Regions from separate parts of the Sus scrofa genome. Here all the other regions are linked to region 3. The links are chromatin contacts, called in public Hi-C and promoter capture Hi-C maps. All regions are on one chromosome and are shown on one strand. The core of a region is the stretch at or near the end of the contact, and the rest is flanking DNA. Distances in the headings are between cores, read along the strand shown.

Evidence for each region. Promoter capture Hi-C pulls out the DNA fragments that hold promoters and counts their contacts. A called contact is a pair of places that touch in the nucleus more often than the background predicts.
Region 1: a contact with region 3 is called in a Hi-C map of liver, with 4 times the contacts expected there. The contact joins the enhancer-like site here to the promoter of LOC110261101 in region 3. A contact is called at or near these places in 5 of 47 Hi-C or Micro-C datasets (embryonic fibroblasts, liver and skeletal muscle) and 1 of 2 datasets of contacts at active chromatin or transcription factors (alveolar macrophages).
Region 2: a promoter capture Hi-C map of liver shows a contact between it and region 3, with 3 times the contacts expected there. The contact joins the promoter of CLCNKA here to the promoter of LOC110261101 in region 3. A contact is called at or near these places in 1 of 5 promoter capture datasets (liver), 3 of 47 Hi-C or Micro-C datasets (embryonic fibroblasts, fibroblasts and heart right ventricle) and 2 of 2 datasets of contacts at active chromatin or transcription factors (alveolar macrophages and skeletal muscle).

What each region holds. Positions count from the first base shown.
Region 1 is chr6:74,806,154-74,811,034 of Sscrofa11.1, reverse strand. No RefSeq gene overlaps it. Among named protein-coding and RNA genes, the nearest start is that of AGMAT, 24 kb to the right of the region's middle. Within about 2 kb of position 1,709, at least 79 of the 83 cell types and tissues checked have an H3K27ac peak or open chromatin away from gene starts, as enhancers often do. A contact at or near this core is called in alveolar macrophages, embryonic fibroblasts, liver and 1 more, where this site is marked.
Region 2 is chr6:75,176,215-75,181,179 of Sscrofa11.1, reverse strand. CLCNKA (chloride channel protein ClC-Kb) reads right to left here and starts at 2,266. Exons shown (of 19, transcript XM_021095408.1): 1 at 2,191-2,266; 2 at 1,492-1,598; 3 at 674-802. The coding sequence starts at 1,591.
Region 3 is chr6:74,999,892-75,004,775 of Sscrofa11.1, reverse strand. LOC110261101 reads left to right here and starts at 2,356. Exons shown (of 1, transcript XM_021095392.1): 1 at 2,356-4,563. The coding sequence starts at 2,652. The coding sequence ends at 3,218.

The DNA.
Region 1 (4,881 bases), core at 460-2,959, 190 kb after region 3:
TTTCCCTATTTAAACTGTTCTTTTCCACCTGAGGCACAGAAACTGGTTCCTGAGTTTTTGTGTACTCATTTTTAATATAAGTTGCAAAAAAAAAAAAACCCTTTTACCAATGTCTTTGCACCTTTTGCCAGAAGTATGAGTGACACCTTGTCCCCTGAAATGAACTCTTTGATATTCAGCTTATGCCAAGGTTCTAAAGTTCAAAGTGTAAAGGAATCATACTTATTTCTGAACAAAATATTGACACATTTGTTTACCATAACACAGGGCAGAACAAGCTGTGTAGTTAGGCAAGAGTTTTTGGAACTATTTCATAACTGCAGTAGGAAATCAAGATTTACATTCTGGGGCCTTGGAGGACTTATATAATTTTCTTAATGTTTAGTTTGCATCCTCCAAGGCTCACTTACCAAGTCAGGATTTAGATGTCTTAATGTGAAGGCCACAGAGTTATTGTCACCAATTCTGTTTGGTGGCAGTCACAGAGCATTCTGAGAATAAATTACTTTGCTTATTCAAAACATAAGAACATATGAACTTTTTACAGTAGGGTAAGGGAAATGAAACAACCAAATCACACAAATATCCTCATAAAACACTGAGCTTTGAATTGACTCAAAGTCCGAATTGTGACCTGAAAGAAAGAGGTATTTTTGCCTACTACCAGGAAAGAGATCAGAAAAATAGTTTCAGTTGAACTAATAATTACTAATCACTTGAAAAAAAATTTTTTAACCGGAAACGCACGTGGTAGGGAAATGAGCATTTCTAAACGCTTTAAAACAAGGTGGTGTAAGTCGCAGACTTTCCTCCTTCACTTAAGAGCGCAAATCTCTACATTTAAAGGTAAATTAAGTTTATTTAGACAGGAGCACTCTCCAAAAAAGCAGATGAACATCTACCACGGTGATCCAAACTGGTATTTCTGGTTGGGGAAGCAGGATGTAAGAACTCTTGCAAACCTAGGGCTTCTTCTTAGATCTACGACACCTCGAACTCGGGAAACTAGAGAAGGGGCCAAAGAGCCAGAAGGTGGGGCGGGTCGCCGAACACTCCACGAGCCCCTAAGGCTGCAGTGGGTGCGTCTGCGGTCAGGTTCTCCATTCCCTCCCCCAGCACCCCACCCCACGCTCAGGGTGTGTGGGGGCAGCTACCGATTCCAGCTCCCTCCCGGATGCGGGGGTGGGCTGGGAATGGCCATTCTGCTTCCCTTCCACCTCCCAATTCCTCACCCTTAGCAAAGAGAGGGCGTGAGGCCCCAAAGCGGGAGGGCTAGCTCCGGAGGGAGGCCCCGGTCGCCGCCCGGCGTACCTGACTCTCGGCTGCGGGGATGCCAGACTCGAGCTCACACAGCGCGCGGAAGTTGTGCAGCTCGAAGTCGGCGTCGACCTGGAGGGAAAAGGTCACCTCGGAGAGGTCCCTCCGCACACAGTACACGGTGAGCAGCATGGCCCGGGCCCGACCCAGCTCGGCTCGGCCCGGCCTCGGCGCAGGGCGGCGCGGCGGTGGCGGCAGGGCCTGGCTGCTGCTGCAGGCGGACGGCGCGGGCTGCTCGCTCACCCGCTCGCTCGCTCCTTCCCTCCCTCACACACGCTCAGTGACTCACTCCCTCCCGCCCTCAGCAGCAAGCACGGCCACCACCAGGCGCCTGCGACTCGATCTGCCTGCCTGCCTCCCTGCCGGCCTGCCTCCCACCTCTGCCGCCAAGCGCGCCCGCCGTTCGACGCCCCGCCCCGCCGCAACGCGGATGCCGTAAAGCCTGCCTGACCCGCTCCGCCTTCGCGGCTTCGCGGCGCCCGGGAGGGGCGGGGCTGGAAAGAGGAGGCGGGTAGCGGGGAGATTTGGAGCGGGCGTGGGAGGGGAAGCGGGGCGAGAAAAGGGGAGGGAATGCGGGGCAAGAAAAAAGTATTATTTGCTTGATTTAATACGTGACTTCGGTGGAGGACTCCAAAATCTCCTTTATTCACCCAACTGGCATTTATTGAGCGCCTTTTGGCAAGTGTCCATGTGCGAACAAAAAGGCGTAAAAATACAGGTGTTTGCCCCTTAAGTCAACTCTTAAGCTGGTAACTAGATCTCAAAATTTTCCGAAGTAAAATTGAGGTCTGAGAGATTTAGTCTTATCTTGTCCTGATAATTTAGGGTTTAAACCAAAATCATTACCCTGCCTGGTCTGTAGACGCCTGCTGACGGGCTCCTGCCTTCCTCTTCAGCCCTGCCGCCGGAGCCCCTTCCCTCTCCCCTGCCAGCCACAGTTTGACTTTCAGTTCCTCCTAAGCTGCATTCCCTTGCCTCATAAATAGTTTTCCTTTACTTAGACTATTTCCTAGCCCTGGCCACTAGGCTACCTAGTGTAGTGCTTTTGTTGGACACAGCTTAGAAGCCACTCAATAAAATGTTTGCTACTTTAATGGCCTGTTTAAGGCCACGTAGCTGATGAGAGATAGAAGCCCAAAACATGAGGATGAGTCAGAAAACCAAGACAGAAAGAGGAAGATAAAATGGATGCAAGATTAACATCTCACTATTTACCCCCCAGCTGGCCCTCATCCATGGCATAGGGTGCCCCTCTTTTATTATAAGAGAAAGGAAGGAGGGATCAGGATGGCGGTGGGTGCAGATAAGTGTATGTAGGTCTGGTGGCACAAGAAAGTAATTGAATGATAACTTATCGCTGTAAAAGAGGAGGGAAGGTGGAGGAAGGGGGTGGGGTGGAGGAATGGTGGTTATCAGCCACAGAAAGCCTGACTATTAATGACTTGTGAGGGCTTATTTTTCTTACAGGATAGGAGGCCTGGAGGTAAGCAGCAGCACTGGTTCAGTGACTCATTGATAAAAGGGCCAGTATTTCTGCAAATTTGTTGGCCTTTCCCTGAGGGTCACATCATGAGTGGCTACCTCCACTCCAGGCATCATTGCCTTCGTTAAGGCAAGAGTTTACCCAGCAGTCCCTCAGCACGTTTCGGTTTACATCTGGCAGAAATGTGTCACAGAGATGCAAGAAAAGGCCAGAAAAGTGAGTGCCGAGCTTTCTCGCCTCTTGAAAGTGTATGGATGAGGGGGGGTAAACTGGTTTTAGGGGAGATATACATAGCACCTACTACAGCAGAGAAGGTTTGAAAGAACCATTGTAAGTTGAAGCAGGTTGAGCAGAGAAATGATGTAGAATTGCCAGGTGGTCTCAGGGATTCAGTTGAAGTTGGAATCTGGAACTAATTTTCATGTTACTTTTTTTTTTTTGGACTGGTGCTCAAGTGCCCAGATGTGACAGATTTTATTTTCCGAAGATGGCTATAGCAATATCTTCCATCTTACATGTTCCTCCTACAGTTATGACATTCCTCCCACTAAGAAGTAGGGTATATGTCCCTCCATTTGAAGTGTAGCAGTTAGACTCTGGCGTAAGTATCATTGTGTGACTTCTACACTTTTTTTTTTTTTTTTTTTTTTTTTTTTTTTTTTTTGTTGTTGTTGTTGTTGTTGTTGCTATTTCTTGGCCGCTCCCGGCATATGGAGTTCCAGCTAGGTTGAATCGGAGCTGCAGCCACGCTACGCAGAGCCACAGCAACGGGTCCGAGCCGCGTCTGAGCTACACACAGCTCACGCACGCCGATCGTAACCCACTGAGCAGGCAGGACCGAACTCGCACCTCATGTCCTAGTCGATCGTTAACCACTGCGCCCACGACGGGAACTCCCATTGTGTGACTTCTGAGGCTAGGTCCTAAAGGCAATATAGCTTCTCTCTGATTCTCTCGGAACACTTGTCTTGGAACCCAGAAGCCATGCTGTGAGGAAGCCCAAACTACCCCAGGCAGTGAGGCAACATGGAGAGAACATATAGAGATGGTCCAGGCAGCTACTCAGCTGAGATCAAAGCCAGTTACCAGGAAAACCCACCAAGCACATGAACAAAGTCACTTCCATTTGACTTCAACCCCAGCTGTTGAGTCATCTCTGGCCTTTGCGTCTTCCATCTGAGGTCCCAGACATAATGGAGCCACCTCCACTATATTCTTTTTGAATTCCTAATCCACAGAATCTGTGAGCATAGTAAAATGATTATTTTACATGAGCAGGTTTGGGGTGGTTTTTTAAAAAGAACAATAATTGGTACACTGACTACAAACTTGGGTATAGCAAACAAACTCATAGAGAGAGAGCTTTTATTGCAGTATAACGCACAAAAAGAAAAGTGCATATATCTTAGGTGTATAGCATGAGTTTTCACAAACTATACACCCCTGTTCAGAACATTATCAGTAGCTCAGAAGCCTCCTTATCCTCCCTTCCAATCACTAACTCTTCCTCTCTACCTCCCCTCCAAGTGTAACCACTCTTGACATTTTTGGTTGTTGTTCTTGTCAGGGCTGAACACACAACATACGGAGGTTCCCAGGCTAGGGGTCCAATTGGAACTGTAGCCCCAGGCCCAGGCCCCAGCCACAACACTGCCAGATCCAAGACACGTCTGCAACCTACACCACAGCTCATGGCAACTCAGGATCCTTAACCCACCCAGCGAGGCCAGGGATCAAACTTGTGTCCTCATGGATACTAGTCAGATTCGTTTCCGCTAAGCCTCGACAGGAACTCCGCTCCTGACTTTTAACAGCACAGATTTGTTTTGCTTGTTTTGCTACCTCATGTAAGTGGAGTCATAGCAGGTAGTCTTGTGTCTGCCTTCTTTGACTCGACATAAATTGGGTTTTGTCTGTATCATTGCCGGTAATTACAGCTTGCACATTCTCATTGCTGTATATTTTGTTTGGGGAATATACCACAGTTCATCCAACCTGTGGCTGATGGGCATTTGCATAGATACATTTTTCCTTGAACTGTTTTGACATATTGTTTCCCAAATTTTGCAACCAAAAGAATC
Region 2 (4,965 bases), core at 1,017-3,516, 180 kb before region 3:
CTGTGAGTGGCAGGTTTCCAGGAGGAGGCAAGAATAGATGCTTGGATCCACCCATATCCCAGCTGTGTGACCTATTGGCGAGTGACTCAATATCTCTGTGTCTGTCAAATGGGCCAGTGATGGTACCTCCCTCCCAGAGTCATTGTGAGAAAGTGCCTCCTCAGGTGATGCCTGGTACCTAAGCAGGTCCTTGTGATGAGACCTGAGGGAGCTTCCCAGAGAAGGGCTCTTAGACCCATCCTGCCCCATGCCCCCTCTTCCAGGGAGACCTCAGGGTGGAAGGAGCCGGCTGAAGCATGGAGAAAGTTCTAGACCAGTGCCCTCCCCCAAAGATACTGAGCTGAGAGAAGGGAGGGAGGAGGAGCAGGGATGGCAGGAAGAGGTGGGCTTGGGGCTCAGAGGAACAAGGGCTCTTGGGACCCTTTGAGCTCCCACTCACTGTGCAGATGAGGAGACTGGAGCCCAGAGAGGGGCAGGAGCCTGCCCAGAGTCACACAGCCAGTCAAGAGCAAAGCCAGGACCAGACCCAGTCCTCCTCCCCACAGAGAGCCATCTCTCTCCCCACCACAATCCCGCTGCACCTGGCAGCCCACCTGGCAGCCCACCCGGCATCCCCAGAGCGTGCTCAGAAGCCCTGAGTCCAGGGCAGGCATGCATGGCAGGGAGGGGTTACCTTGGACCACACGCCCGACGGCAAAGTCCATGGTGTAGCTGATCAGGGCCATGAGCACCCCGAGGATCATCAGGAAGTACCAGTCCTCACCCACGCGGAACAGCTTCAGCTTCAGCCACTCCAGGCCAACTGGGGCAGGGGCACTGAGTCTCACCCCCGGGCCTGGTGGGGGCCTAAGCAGCACCTGTCCTGGGGGCCTGCTCAGGCTCTGGCAGGGAGACAGGGGCTGTGTGGGGCTGGGGACAGGTGCCTGAATCCAAGGAAGCAGGGATGGGGCTCTGCCTCGGGTGACCGACAGTAGGATTTGTGGCAAGTGAGCGTGGTGGCACAGCGGGTGCCAGGCCTGTTGGCCCCACCTGGAGGGGACTTTGACCTTTCTGCCCTCCCCACCCTGCCCCTTGCTGAGGTTCATAAGGAAGAATGGAGACAGTGCTTTAGAAGCTGCACTTCTTTCAGTGTCTCTGCAGGGTCCACGGCTTAGAGGACATGAGTCTAGAGACTATTGTCCCAGGACGTACGGGGCTGTCTCGGTGTCAGACCAGAAAACACCCCCAGCCTAACCCTAGCAATGCCCCAGGCACAGTGATCAGATCCGGGGGCTGCATTCCCAGAGGCAGAAGGCAGACCTGCAGCACGTCTGACCCACAGACAGGCAGATGGATCCTCTCCCTCCCTGCGGCCCAGGAGACTCTGGGCAAGTGAAGGCGGGGTAGTGGGGGAGCTCTCAGGCCCCAGGGTGGGTGGGGAGGAGGGGGGCCAGGGGAGGATGAGGTCCCAAGGGGCCTTTGACAGGGAGAGGAAGGGAACCAAGCTCTCACCTCGGATGCCTCGGCGGATGCGGGGACAAGGGCCCCAGAGCTCCTGAAGAGTCACGGGGCTCCCCGAGGAGCCCTCACGAAGCCCTACCAGCTCCTCCATCAGGTCCCTGAGGGAGCGGACAGACAGATGGACCCTTGGTGCGCTGCTCCAGGGCCCTTACTCTGCCACTGGGCCCTTCCAATAGCCACTCCCCAGAGAAGAAGGAGAGGTGGCATTTTCAAAGGGGATGTGAGTCTGGTGTGCCCTCTTTCCTGAGGGAGTGTTCCCCAGGGCATGCATGTGTGAGTTAATATTCAGGACAGTTCCTAGCTGTGCCCTCCTTGTCCCGGAGCAGATTTAATCAAGACAGGACCCCAGGCTCAGAACCCCCTTCTCCCTCCCGTGGCCACCACTCCTACCCTGCCCTGAAAGCTTGGCTGCTTCCCCTGCTCAGAACAGTCTCCTTGCCCAGGAGCATCCATGTCTCACTGGGGTCCCCATGGACCACTCTGACTCCCCCTACCCATCCTTGAGCCTCTGCCCCCTCAGCTCAAGCTACAGAGTCAGGACAACCCCAGGCCCAAGAGAGCCTATGAGGGTCAAAAGGAGGTGCTGGCTCCCTGCCCCCCAGCCTCCTGCTCCTGCCTGCCCTGGTCTGGCCTGGCCCTGGCAGGTTTCATCAAGTCCCTGGCCCAGCTCTGCACCTGGCGGCCCCTCACCTCGGTCAGTCTGCTCTGCTGTGGCCCCAACCAGCCTTCCCCGACAGAGACTCCTTTGCTGGCAGCTCAGGTGCACCTGGACAGGTGTGTGTTCCACCAATCAACATCCCGCCCCCCTCCCTCCTCCCGCCCCCCCACCCCGGGTTTACCCTGGCCATTAGGAATGTCCTTGACAAACCAACTGGAACTGCCCTGGCCAGCTGAGTGCTGCAGACCAGAGCAGCCAGGAGGGACCCGGAGCAGGGGCTCCCCCGACCCGCCACGCAGAGGGGTGTGGCACCCGGCCGAGCTGCAGGAGCGGGTACACAGGGCCTAGGAGGAGAAAGCTCAGGACCCAGCAGGATGGTGATGGGTCATGTGCAGGGGTTGAAGGTCAGGGTCCTGGCTTCTCAGAGCTGGGCATGGGAGGGGTTTGAAAAAGCAGACAAGGGAGAGGGGAGAAAGCAACAGAGCGGGAGGAAAGACTCAGAAGCGAGGGGTCTGATGTCATTAGCACACCCTTGCTCTGTGACCAGCTCTGTGATCAACGCTCTCAAATCAATGAGTGTTCATGGGAACCCGTGGGTGGTATTAGCCCATTTTAAAGAAACAGGGTCTCAGAGAGGTGTCCAGGGTCAGAGCCTAAGGGATAAAACTGAAATTACCACCCAGGTTTTTGATTCCAAAGCCCTCACACCACTCCAAAGTCCTGCCTTGATGACCCTTGGTGACCCTGCCTTGCTCTGAGGTAGGGAGGGGGTAACAAGCTGGAGCAGGGCAGGAAACTTGAGGGGATGGCTGGGAACTTAGACCAGATCCTCATGTCCAGACCCTCCAGTCTCAGAAAACTGCTTCTTAAACCCCAGCACCCAAGGGGCAGCGGCTCTGCTTGGGGCTGCCGGGTAAATGCCACAAACTGTCCCACCCCTACAGAGTGTGGGGACATGCACATTACATCTGAGACCCAGTTCATCCTCTCAGCACCCTTGTGGGTCAAGGATAGCACCACCATTTTGCAGATAATAAGTGGAGGATCAGAGAGGTACAGCCACTCATCTAAGGTCACACAGGAGAGGCCGTACCCAGACTTAGACTCTGTGGCTCTTCCTCTGCCCAGAACTCCTCCAGCTCCTGTGGCTTAATCATTCAGGGCAAGGGTTTGGGCACAAAGCAAAGGATTTGTGTCTCATGTCACTTTTAGTAGATTTGGGCAAGGGATGTGGGACAACTCCTGCCCCCCCACCTCCCCCAGCAAAGCCACCCTCCTGAAAATCATGATGGCTCTTCAATGACTTGCTAAAATACTGAGACCCTGAGCCATTCTCTGCTCCTGGAGATCAGGCTAACTCAGTTGAAAATAGTGAGAGTTGGGGTGGGGGGCTTGCTGCTCTGCCTGGATCTGGGCCCATTGTCACCACCATTACCCCAACCTTGTACAGTAGCAGGATAACTGGCCACCCTGTCGATATCCCAAACCCCAGTCTCTGGTCTGGCTCCAACTCACAGCTGGCATCAGCCAGCAGCCAGCACCGCAGGTCCACACCCTCATCTCCCAGCCCCATGAGCATCAGGAAACTGGGAAGAGGGCAACAAAGGGACACGGTGCTGGTGACATGTCCCTCCTGAAGCCATTTTCCCCGCATGCCAGCCCCCAACTTCTCCCTCTTCTGCATCAAGCAGTGGAGGGTAAGGGCAGGCTGGATGCCAGAGCAGCTCTGCCACCCTCAACTGGTCCTTCACCACTCAGAGCCTCAGTTTCCTCTTCTGTCCAATAAGGGGAGCCCAAGAGCCACAGGGCGAGAGCCTATCTCTGCCACGTTCATCACAAGTCCCCCAGAGCCTAGAACAGAGCCCATAGACACGTGCTGAGTGCTGAGTGGTTTCCAAAGCCTGGCCCAGGGGCTGTTGAGTGGGGAGCTGAAGGGAGCAGATTCCTGGTCCCTTCCCAAGACCCCAAGTCAGAATCCTGGGGGGTACATGTGAAGAGTCTGTGTTTGTTCGAAATTCCTCCAGGTGACTGGGATGCCCTGGCAGGTCTGGGATTGGATCATCTTTGAAGCACCTTCTGTCCCTGGAATCTGAAGGGAAAGTCATGCACAGGGACGGGGGAATGGCCTCTTTGACCTTTCAGGGTCCCTCCCGGTCACTGAAGCCAGTGGATCCAGTGCATGTATGGGCGACGCCTTTGGGATGGGGGAGGGGAGGAATGGTGGGCGGGGGTGGGTAATGAGATCTGACGTCCAGGAGCAGTGACTCAGGCCCTCAGCATCGTGACCGTGTGTCTGCATTTAGCCACTGGCTCCTGTTTCCCTGGCGGGCGGCAGGCTTCTGGGACCCCACCCCCTCCACCACCCTCTCTCCATCTCACCTCAATGCTGGTAACTTCCTGGCAGCTCTCCTGGAAGCCCCCTTGGCCAGAATGGGTGACACAGGCCAGGCAGGAATCTCCACTGTGGGACAGACCCCTCTTGCTCCAGCTCCACCCTGGCCCCACCTCCTGGACCATCAGCTCCAGTAATTACCCCTGGAGATGGAGTTCTGTGGGAGCCAGAGAGAAGAGGGACACTCCCCCCTTCAGGGACCCCCAGCCTAATGGGGAGACAGGCAGGCCCCCGCCCCAGGGAACTGCCAGTCTGACAGGGGAGAGAGGTCACGGCAGAGGACACAGGAAAACCACGCCACACTCAGGTGCCAGGCTGGGCAAACATTGCCAGTACGTCAGACATCTGGGCAGGACCCCCTGTGTGGGCTGAAGCCATCCGAGAGGCCTCCCTGGGGGAAGAGGAACCAGAGCTG
Region 3 (4,884 bases), core at 1,107-3,606:
AAATTTATACTTAAACATTTAAATGTCAGTATTTTGATAAAGGAGATAACAGAATTTTTTCAGGCTATATGCTACAAAAGTCTTGGGAACCATCCCTTACAATTCTATTTAGAAAATACTTTGGCTGAAAAGCATTTATCTCAAGATAACTCTCTTTGCTAGATTTACTTAAAACGATATTTCTAAGAAAACAGAACAAGCAGGTCATAACTAAAGATTTCACTGTAGGAGTTCCCATCATGGCACAATGGTTAACGAATCCGACTAGGAACCATGAGGTTGAGGGTTCGGTCCCTGCCCTTGCTCAGTGGGTTAAAGGATCCGGTGTTGCCGTGAGCTGTGATGTAGGTTGCAGACGCGGCTCGGATCCTGCGTTGCTGTGGCTCTGGCATAGGCCGGTGGCTACGGCTCCGATTCGACCCCTAGCCTGGGAACCTCCATATGCCTCGGGAGCGGCCCAAAGAAATAGCAAAAAGACAAAAAAAAAAAAAAAAAGGAATTCACTGTATACTGTTAGCTGGTGGGAGGGGCCAGGTGAGATGAACTAAAAAAAAGGGGTTTGTGTTTTCCCCACCCCTACAAATAATTTAAACACACACTCAAGCCTAAATCCTTTACTTTAAAAAAAATTTTGCCTGAAAAAGTGGCTTTACACCAGGTTACTTTTGTCCTTCATAGTTTTCAACTTAAATGTATTGTTTCCCTCAACATCAGTTTCCCAAGACTCTAATTATCAGATAGCACATAAGTACTTTGATGCTGGAATTCCCATTATGGCTCAGTGGTAACAAACCCAACTAGTCCAAGAGGACTAGGGTTTGATCCCTGGCCCTGCTCAGTGGGTTAAGGATCAGGTGTTGCTGTGAGCTGCGATGTAGGTTGCACACATGCTCTGATCCGCTGTGGCTGTAGCTGTGGCATAGGCTGTCAGCTGCGGCTCGGATTTGATCCCCTAGCCTGGGAATTTCCATATGCTGTGGTGTGGCCCTTTTAAAAACGTGTTTTTTTGATGTTATGCCTATTTAAATTTGCAAAACGTACATAGTCAAAAATTCTCCACCCCTTACTTTGTAGCGTTATCCTTACTGTAGGAAATTTGTTTTAAAGACTCTCATTAACCATAATTTTTTAAGGCAGAATCTCTGATAGATATTCTGAAAATTCAAGGGACTGCTGATCTGGTCGTTTCCAACCCTCAAATAACAGAACAGCCTTGTTAGCAGAGGTAGAACTCTTGCTATTACTCTAATTGCTTGCTAGTACTTCAACAGCCTCAACATAGCTAAGAGTTCTTAGGAATCTGGCACTAACTCAAAATTCTCACCAGGAAAGAAAGATCTCCCTTCTTTAGGACCCATCGGGTGGCTCCGCCCAGAGCGATGACCTAGACTGACCTCGGACTCGGGCGTGGTCAATGGCTCACTAGCACCTGCGGGGAGTTAGCAGGTGCTGAGACCATAAAATGCCAAATAACAACTGCCACATCAGTCTTTACAGCCCCCAAATTGCCCTCTTTGCGAGCAAGCTCCCTCTTTTAAAACCTTACATCTCTGAGGCTCCGAAGGTACATTATACCGCGGTACCGAATATAGGAAGGCAATTACTCCATCAGGGAAACGAAGTTACTTCAAAAAGAAGAGTGGCAAGGAAAGGAAGACCGGACAAGTAGTAGCAAGCTTCCATGAGCCAGGGGACCTTATTTAACCCGCTGGATTTCAAAACGGGGTTGGATGGAAGTGGATTACATGGTAAGGTAAAGAGCCTGGTTGGGAGGCGGGGATTAGTTTTTTCAAAAGCCCACAACCCTGGCAGTAATTTCCAGGGCAGTCCTAAAGGAAGAGGAAAGGAAAACAAAACAATAGGCACCTTAAGAGTAAAGGCGGTTACTATGGTTACCACGCTCCAAGCTCAATTCTGCAAATGGAGACCGAGCGGTACGCCAAGGCCCTTTGTCTGTATCCACGCACCGACCCAGCTGCCAGCCCCGCCAGCCCGAGCAGAGGCTGGTGTCAGGACCAAGGGCAGCGTTCCAAAAAATGAACACCTTTATTTTGGCTTAGTGAGCAAGAACTGCAGTCTGCTCGGAAGCCAGCTGGGCCATCACGCAGTCCCTCGGCCAAGGATGTTTGGAGAAGGGTCCAAACACACTCCAGTCACCAACTCGAGTGAGGATTCATTCTAAACATGGCGCAGGCAGGGGTGGAAAGGGGCCAAGAGACACAGCTCAGCCTCAGCTCTTAAGAAACAAAGGGAAGGCCACTCTCCAGAAAACCCGCTGGAGGTAATTAATAACCCCTCAAAAGGTTAGTTCCGCAAGTGGGAGCAGAGAATACAGTGAGTAGGGAACAACCGAGGTGTTCAGACTCACTTCACATCAAACATATTACCGCTGGCCACGCGGAAAAAGAGCCCGGCACAGACAAGCCGGTGCACAGGCGCGCGGAGCAGCGACTCCCCAGTCTTCTCCCAAAGGCGGGGGAGTTGACCTAACGCGCTTGCGCAACGATGGAACGTTGGGGGAGGGGAGAAAAACTTTTCCCTTCATTGTGAGAGAACCGCCCCGCCCATCACACGGCGAACGCGCGCGCACACGCACCACTCTCACACTCGCACACGCGCTCGCGCTGAGCTTGCCGCCTAGTGCTCCGCGCATGCGCCGGAAGGGGACCGGTGTCCTACCCTGCGGCATTTTCGCGAGTTTCCCTGAGAAGTTTCTGGAAAGACGGAGCCCAAGGGAACCTGGGGGATGGGGAGCGCAGAAAAGGGAGCGTTTGGGAGAGGAAAATTTAAAAAATCTGAAGTACACCGTCGCTGCCTTGCTTCCATCCATCAAGCCACAACCACAGCAAAGCCCAAGCCCACAAGACCTTCACGCCAGGGTGGAAAAGCATGAGGACTGCAGCAGCTGCTCCTTCCTCTGCCCTGAGCCCGGGCATTGCAGGGGGAGGGCAGGGGAGAAAGGTGAAATGCATAAAAAATGCTCACTGGATGTTTGTGGAGTGGAAGCTGACATCCTTGCTTTGGAGCTGCCCTTGCACTCTTGGGCCACCATGGCTCTTCGCTGCGCTCTCGAGTGTGGGCTCAGCGTGTTGGGATTCGACGTGGCCACCGAAGGACGCGTGGGGCTTTGGCCTCCCTTCCATAATTTACCATTACTTGGGGGCCTCTTTGAGCGCCCCCCCCCCTTGCCTGTATTGACTTCGGCGACCTGGAGCTAGAGCTTTGAGCAGGGGAGACCCTAAGGAACAGGCGCTCCCTGCCTGCGAGGGGCCAAGGGGGCATCGTGGGCGGGCAAGGGTCTCCTGGCAGGGTGTGTGGGGCTCAGTGTTTTGCAGCTTGCAAGCTCTTTGAGAGTCTCCAGCAGAAGGGGCCCTTTGGAAGCGTAGAGCCAGCGCAGGCACAAAGGCGCCCGGCTGTTTGGGCTCTAGGGTTGTCGGGCGGGGCGGCGTGGGAAGGCCAGGGTGTCTCCACGCGGCCACGGAGGCGCCCCAGTGCTCTGGGCTCCCAGGTGTCGTCAGAAGGGAGCTGGGGCTGGTATTGCTGCGCTAGAGGGGAGGGGCCTGCGGCGGGCGCCTTTTATTTCTCCTCCAGCTCTAACTGGGGGGGATCAGCTCGGCTGCCATTTTGTGGCGCGGCCGCCATTTCGTGTGGCCGCGGGGGGCAGGGTGATGGGGGAGGGGCGCGCTGCCGGCGGGGAGGGGCGGGGCCGGGCCGACGCGCAGGCTGCCCAAGGAGCGAAGGCGGGCGCGTCCCCTTTGTTCTTTGCCTTTGGGCTTGGGCTCTGCCGCGACCCGCCCCGGACACGCGCTGGGTGCACGCGGCGTGTGAACCTCGGAAAAGCACCGAGAGGCGTGCACGGAGTCTCAAATCCTTTCTGCCTTCTAAGCCCTTCAAAAGTGGGACTTTTCGGGGAGATTCCCCGGTGTGGTGCGTGGTGGCTTAAGGATCCAGGGTTGCCGCTGGCTTGGGGGGCTGATGTGGTGTAGGTTGCAGGGGAAGTTCCACAATGCCACGGGGGCGCAGCCAAGAAAATTTTAAAAATGGGACTTCTCCCCGCCCCCCCTTGCAGTGTGAAAGGGATTGAATTTACGAGGCAGTGCTCAGACCTCAGGAGAGGGAAGCTATAATTTCACCCTGAGAGTGAAGGCGCTTTCTGCAGTAGTAAAGCCGGTGGCATGCTATGCCTTGAGCCACAGTGGCGTTCTGCAAATAGAAGTTAAAATGCAGAGCTGGGAGACCCAACAATGGTGCTCAACGCCAGTGTGTGACCGAGAGGTCGGTCGCTTTAAAAAAAAAAAAAAGACTTTGAAGTGCTGTCAGCCCGTAGGAGAAGCCAGACATTGCGTTTCATTGGCTGGCTGTGAAGCACGCACTGCGCAACTATTTTCAGATCAGGTTTTATAGCCCATTATTTATATCTGAGCTATAAACTGGAACAATAGATTGGAATATGTTATTTCTGCCTATTGAGAACGTCTTCCATTTGACTTCTTTTTAAAAATCCCTTATGAGGATGTAAATAATGAATTGACTCAATAAAATATTATGTGTCTTCCAGTGTCATTTCAAATCCTGAAAGAGCTATTGTTTTCCTGATTTCAACAAATATTTAAATGTGAATCTTGGCATTTTAATCTAAACTTGGCGACTCGAATCAACAAAGCCAGGAAATTCAAGAGTGATGTTAAGTTTGCCTCCTAGGCTTGCTTTTTTTTGCAAGGTATTTTTGTTTAATTTTTTTTACGTTTGTTATTTTTTTCACAGTAGCATGAGTTCATAACCTAGCCAGACTTTTCTGGCTCAAGACTATGGTACCACAGCTATAGTAGGTTTTGTTTGTTTGTTTTAATTTACTACATATAATTATAGGTGGTTGGCTATCTG